Linked DNA regions of Mus musculus: region 1 is linked to region 2. Evidence: chromatin contacts called from public HiChIP or PLAC-seq data. All regions are on one chromosome and are shown on one strand. The core of a region is the stretch at or near the end of the contact, and the rest is flanking DNA. Distances in the headings are between cores, read along the strand shown.

Region 1 (2,700 bases), core at 107-2,606, 260 kb before region 2:
GACCCCATTCTTTTGTTGTTTTTGTTTGTTTTGTTTTTGTGTGTGGTGGTGGGGTTGTAGAGACAGGGTTTCTCTGTGTAGCCCTGGCTGTCCTAGAACTCACTCTGTAAACCAGGCTAGCTTCAAACTCAGAGATCCATCTGCCTCTGCCTTCTGAGTGCTGGGATTAATGACCCCCAGCTCAGACCCTGTTTTAGAAACAAAATATCCAAATAAAAACAAGTTTCTGTGGGGGGGGGGGGGGGACCACGACGGGACAGGACGGACATTCACCCACTGGGTATATGTGGATGCCAGAGGTCTTACACTGGAATGGCTTCTTCAAGACCTTCTCTCCCTTTATTTTCTGATACTGAATCTCATTAAACCCGGAGCTTTGTTGCTTTAGTAAGACTGGCTTGCTGGCTCCCCTGGGGCTGTGCCTGCCTCTGCCCTCCCCACCCAACACTGGAGTGACAGAGCTCTCAGACCTTATGTGGAAGCCAGGGTTCCAAACTAATAGCCAACGCTTTCCCTACTGACCCATATCACGACACCCCAACCCCAAGTTTCCTGGGGGTGGGTAGGGGTGTGAGCACACAGGGCAAGCATTTATTCTCTGTGCTTTCTGTCATCTCGCCAATAGTGACTGCAAACTCTTCTCTTCCTTGTTGATAGTCACAAAAAACGTCTTGAGGAAGCCTGGGCTCATCCATCTGTCAGGAGTACCGGCTCGGGAATGAAGCTTTGATGGTCTGTAGAGCCAAGCAAAGGAAGCAACAGCACTTTGCTTGATCATTATTCAAACACTCGAATATAACCAAGCGGATGTTCTCATGAGGCTGTGCATCCATGTTCTCTGTGTGTGGATAACATAACAGCAACGGGAAATGTTCCACCCTGTGCCTGGCATGTAACAGGAACTCGACAAATATTAGTTGTTTCTAGTTGGGTGAAAAGGTGGTCTTTACAGCTATGAGAAGGGGCCAGGCCAGGTGAGGCAGCAGACCGTAGGTTTAATTGTGCCCTTCAGGGGGCCTTTGAGATTTCCCACAGCTAAGGACTCTTGACCATTCTGACTTCCAGGAGGCCTTTTAGCCTTCTCTGTGTGTGGGGGTGGGCTTTCTATCCTTGCCTGGGTTCTCAGAATCATAAATAGCCTCAGTAGAGGGAGTCCGGGGTTCTGAGTCTGCCTGTGCTAATGGATGGTCACCACACCCCCTGCCACCACAGCTGGTGACAAGGCCTTCAGCATAATGGAAGGCATTTGGGGATCTATTTTTTTCCTCTTCAGGCAGAGAGCATTACTCACCTAGGGCTGTGTGTCACAAGGAAAGAGAGCAGAAAACACAATAAACCCCGCTAAGGATGAGTCAAATTTCAATAGAGGCTCAGTTCCAAGGCAGGAGGCGGGCTGTTTCTTCTGCATTCCTGAGATTCAGATTGCAAGGAGTCCTGAACTCCCTGCTCCCTCTCCGCAGGAAGAATGCAATGGAACAACCGTGCTCCATTGTGCTATTTCTAGGTTAGAGAAACAGGGGAAAGATTGTGTGGAGAGCTGGTTTCTTAAAGTCCCGGAGGCTGGTTGGGGACCACCACGGGGAGCCAGGCCTTACCTTCCCAACCCCTTCCCCCACACCCCAGCTCTTTGTCCTTTTCTTTCTGTGGTGCCTTTCTGTGTTTTTTTTCAGCTGGCTGTAAGTCTGAGTGTGGGAAACAGCCCTGTTCTCCATCATTTCACTGTCTAAGGCCCTCCCTAGTAAGCAAACAGGGGGGGCAGGTCCCTTTCTCCAGGGTCAGAGGCCACCACTGGGCTCTGACCAACCTGAAAAGCTTTCTTCTTAAGGTGGCATGAGATTCCCCCCCCCCCCCCAGGAAGTGCCAAGAAACAATTTTATGATGACCTAGAGTCTAATTTTACACGTTCACATCCTTTCTTTTTTCAGTAAAAGGAAGAGGCGAAGGCAGGTGGCTCTCTGTGTATTCCAGGGTAGCCTGATCTACATAACAACCTACAATCCAACCAGGGCTACATAGTGAGTCTCAACCACCACCACCACCACCACCACCACCACCACCACCACCACCACCACCTCCAAACCAACACGGAAAGCTCTAAAGGAGGTTGGGGTTAAGTTCAATGTAGACAGACACTGTTAAATTCTCTCCAGATTAAGTTCAGAGATAGACAACGTATGCCATCACTGAATTAGCCCTTCTCTGTCTTCCACGAAGCTTCTTTTGAGCATCTCGACAGGCCATTGGGACAAACACCACAGAATATACACATTTTGACAGAAATGGCATACCTGAGGCCAGTGGTCCCTAAATTTGGATGGATACGACAGGCACGGGGAACTTGGGGTAATAAGTTCTTTCTGTATTGTAAGGAATTTCTCGGTTCCTAGGCGTTACATAGAAATCTCCCCAAGTGGCTCTGATGGCCACTGGCTTTGGAGCTATGACATAGGGCTATGGTTTGAAAGGAGGCGATCACATGCCAGCTACTATTTACTGGGCATTCGTTTGTTTATTTTTTTTTTAAAGATTTATTTATTGATTATATGTAAGTACACTGTAGCTGTCTTCAGACATTCCAGAAGAGGGAGTCAGATCTCGTTACGGATGGTTGTGAGCCACCATGTGGTTGCTGGGATTTGAACTCCGGACCTTCGGAAGAGCAGCCGGGTGCTCTTACCCACTGAGCCATCTCACCAGCCC
Region 2 (2,700 bases), core at 3-2,502:
AATACAAATAATCGTAACTCTAATTGGCAATGAGAGAGAGAGAGAGAGAGAGAGAGAGAGAGAGAGAGAGAGAGAGAGAGAGAGAAGCTCTCTAAGGTAGGGTGGCAGAGTAGGCAGTTTCAAGGGGAAATTGACACAAGAGTCAGGAGGGACAAAAAGTATCTTTCAGAGAGTTCAAGCAGTTGTCAGGTTTTGAGACATCTTTAGAATTTTCTGGTGTGTGAAGCAGGCAGGCAGGACTTCAGGCTGTGGGATCAGCTCGCTGCCCTCTGGCTTATAACGCACGAGAGAGGAATTTGGCCGCGGGCGTCCGTGTCTGGAACACCACGGAACAGCACAGTCCGAGAGAGCACGAGGCGGCCACTCCCCGGCCGGTGCTCAGGTGCAGGAGGGTCTGCGGGAGCAGGTGTCCCCTGTCGCCGTCTCCAGCTGCTCCGCCCTCAGAGCCTCACAAGTGCGTCGCACAGCTGCCACCCCGGTGCACACGGGTGTCCGGCGCAGGTGGGCTCCGGGCAATTAACAGAGTCGGTGAACTCTCTTCCTTATCCTTTAAATTTCCAGAGACGCTGCCAATAAATATGAAAGAAACGTGTGCCTGGTTTTCTTTTGCTCTCGTGGGAAAATTCAAAGAAATGAATCCACTGCTACCCTGTCCGTCGCCTTTGGGACCCCCGAAGCGACAGCTGGAACTACCAGCGTGGTGAGCTCCGGGGCCTGATCATCTGGGCCCCGAGATCGCAGTCCCACCCACCTAGGGAAGGATGTGACAGTGTCGGGTCCTTCCAGAGGCGCTGGCTGGGCTCCAGCCGCAGGAGGATGCCAAGCCCCGGGCGCACTTCGCGCTGGCGATGTCCTCGGGACTCTGCCGGAGCCGGGCAGCCTGTGAGCTCCGGAAGAAACTACAAGGCGGCGGAGGGCGGCTGCGGGGCGGGCCGGCGTGTCGCCCTCTCACGAGGGTGTCGCGCTGAGGAGCGCCTGGCTGGTCACCCCGAAGGGCTCGCGGTGGCGGGTGGCGGCTGCTACTCACTGTGCCTCGGGTGGACAGGCACAGTTGTCCCGGTCACCCCGCGCGCAGCAGCTCCTGGGCGTCTCGCGGCTTCCGTGGCCCCGGGGACGCCCCCTGTTCCTGTCCCTGTCCCCCGCCCCCTCCGCAGCCTCTCCAGCTTGAGCGCCGGGAGGTGGAGGAGGCGGCGCCGCGGGGACTGTCTCCTCCCCACCCTTCTCGTCTCCTCCCCACGCCACCGAGAAGGACAAGGGGACTGGGCACAGGGACCCCGGCCAGTGAGCGCTTGTGTTCCGGGACCGCCCCTCCCGCGCGCTCTTTCGCTGCGAGCCCGGGCCGGTGTCGCCGCGCATGGTGCTGGCAGTAGCCATGAGCCAGGACGCGGATCCCAGCGGTCCGGAGCAACCCGACAGAGATGCCTGCGTTATGCCCGGTGTTCAGGGGCCCTCCGTGCCCCAGGGCCAGCAAGGGATGCAGCCTCTGCCGCCACCGCCACCGCCTCAGCCTCAAGCCAGCCTGCCCCAGATCATCCAAAAGTAAGAGGGAGAATGGAGTGGGGCTGGGGTGAGCCTGGGACACACACCAGGGGCCCTCTTTTGTGGCTTCATTTCCATCCTTTGCTAAACTTCGCCCGCCCCGCTTGTGTTTGAAGTGTTGTTGGCGCTCTGAGCTGGGTCGGTGTCATTCTGGCTTGTTGGTGATATTGGGTAGAACGCAGTCAAGTTATTAGTGTGTGGTGGTGGTGGTGGTGGGGCATAATTTTTGCCTTTTCTTATGTGTTCTCTTTTCTCTTCTGATGGTACTGGATCTGTTTTAACTTCATAAGCTCGAAGTTGGGGGAAATGACCCAGAGACTATTTTTTTCATCCTTCTGATCCTTAGAGACCACTGGAATGTATTACGGTGACGATGACGGGTCAAGCGTGAGTGTGAGCGCTTAGTGAAGGGTGTGTGATAAATCGCCACTGAGAACAAAACTACCTTTAGTGGAGTCAACTAGAGATTTGGGACAAAGGGAGTTGAGGGCCTGTAAACAACGCGCAAACAGTTTACAACATGGCCCTTGCAAGGAGTTCTCAGCTGCAGAAAAGGTTTCCCCTAGATACCGTGGTGAACCTCACCGTTCTTCTTTTCATTGGTTTGGTAAGCTGGGGTGGTCAGGGGTCCCAGGAAGCCCCTTATCCCGTCTGGGAAGCGTAGAGGTAAACCGCTGGTGTTTTACTCCCTCGGCTCCTTAAAAAGCATTGTTTTGACAGTTTGAGGCCTAGAATGTCGGATTGTTCGAAGGCTCTTTATTTTGCTTCAGGCTTGGTCCACCTGTGACAAAGTCCTGAAAAATAGTTTGAGTGTTTCCACAAGTCTAATTGGAACATGTAAACTCAGGAAAACTCACATGAGGAGCTGGGGTTTTTTGTTGGCTGTTCTGATCTTGGGGATTCTGTAAACTCACTACGATGCACTAAGGAAAAAAAAAGCAAACATGGAAAAGGAAATGGAAGCAAATAGTAGTCAACTCTGAATGGCTTTAAAAAGCGAGTTATCTAATAGAAAAGAGTGAAAACTCAAATTTGCCATCAATAACAGGGAGGGGGGGTGTCGCGTTTCAGGACAAAATGGTTTCCTATCTGTTGGCTGGTTGACTCCTAAAGTCCTATTTAACTTTGATATTTTACATAACTTTTAGCTACTTGCAATTT

What was found. HiChIP or PLAC-seq counts read pairs in DNA pulled down with a chosen protein or histone mark.
Region 1: a contact with region 2 is called in a FOXA1 HiChIP or PLAC-seq map of pancreatic cancer cells. The contact joins the enhancer-like site here to the promoter of Rbm20 in region 2. A contact is called at or near these places in 3 of 39 promoter capture datasets (embryonic stem cells, liver and stem cell-derived epiblast-like cells), 1 of 484 Hi-C or Micro-C datasets (embryonic stem cells), 6 of 115 datasets of contacts at active chromatin or transcription factors (embryonic stem cells, epiblast stem cells, extraembryonic endoderm stem cells and 2 more) and 3 of 9 other capture datasets (adipose tissue, embryonic stem cells and pancreatic islet).

The regions. Positions count from the first base shown.
Region 1 is chr19:53,410,990-53,413,689 of GRCm38.p6, forward strand. No RefSeq gene overlaps it. Among named protein-coding and RNA genes, the nearest start is that of Smndc1, 22 kb to the left of the region's middle. RefSeq lists an enhancer at 46-2,480. Within about 2 kb of position 1,357, at least 140 of the 459 cell types and tissues checked have an H3K27ac peak or open chromatin away from gene starts, as enhancers often do. A contact at or near this core is called in adipose tissue, embryonic stem cells, epiblast stem cells and 4 more, where this site is marked.
Region 2 is chr19:53,676,054-53,678,753 of GRCm38.p6, forward strand. Rbm20 (RNA binding motif protein 20) reads left to right here and starts at 1,253. Exons shown (of 14, transcript NM_001170847.1): 1 at 1,253-1,539. The coding sequence starts at 1,355.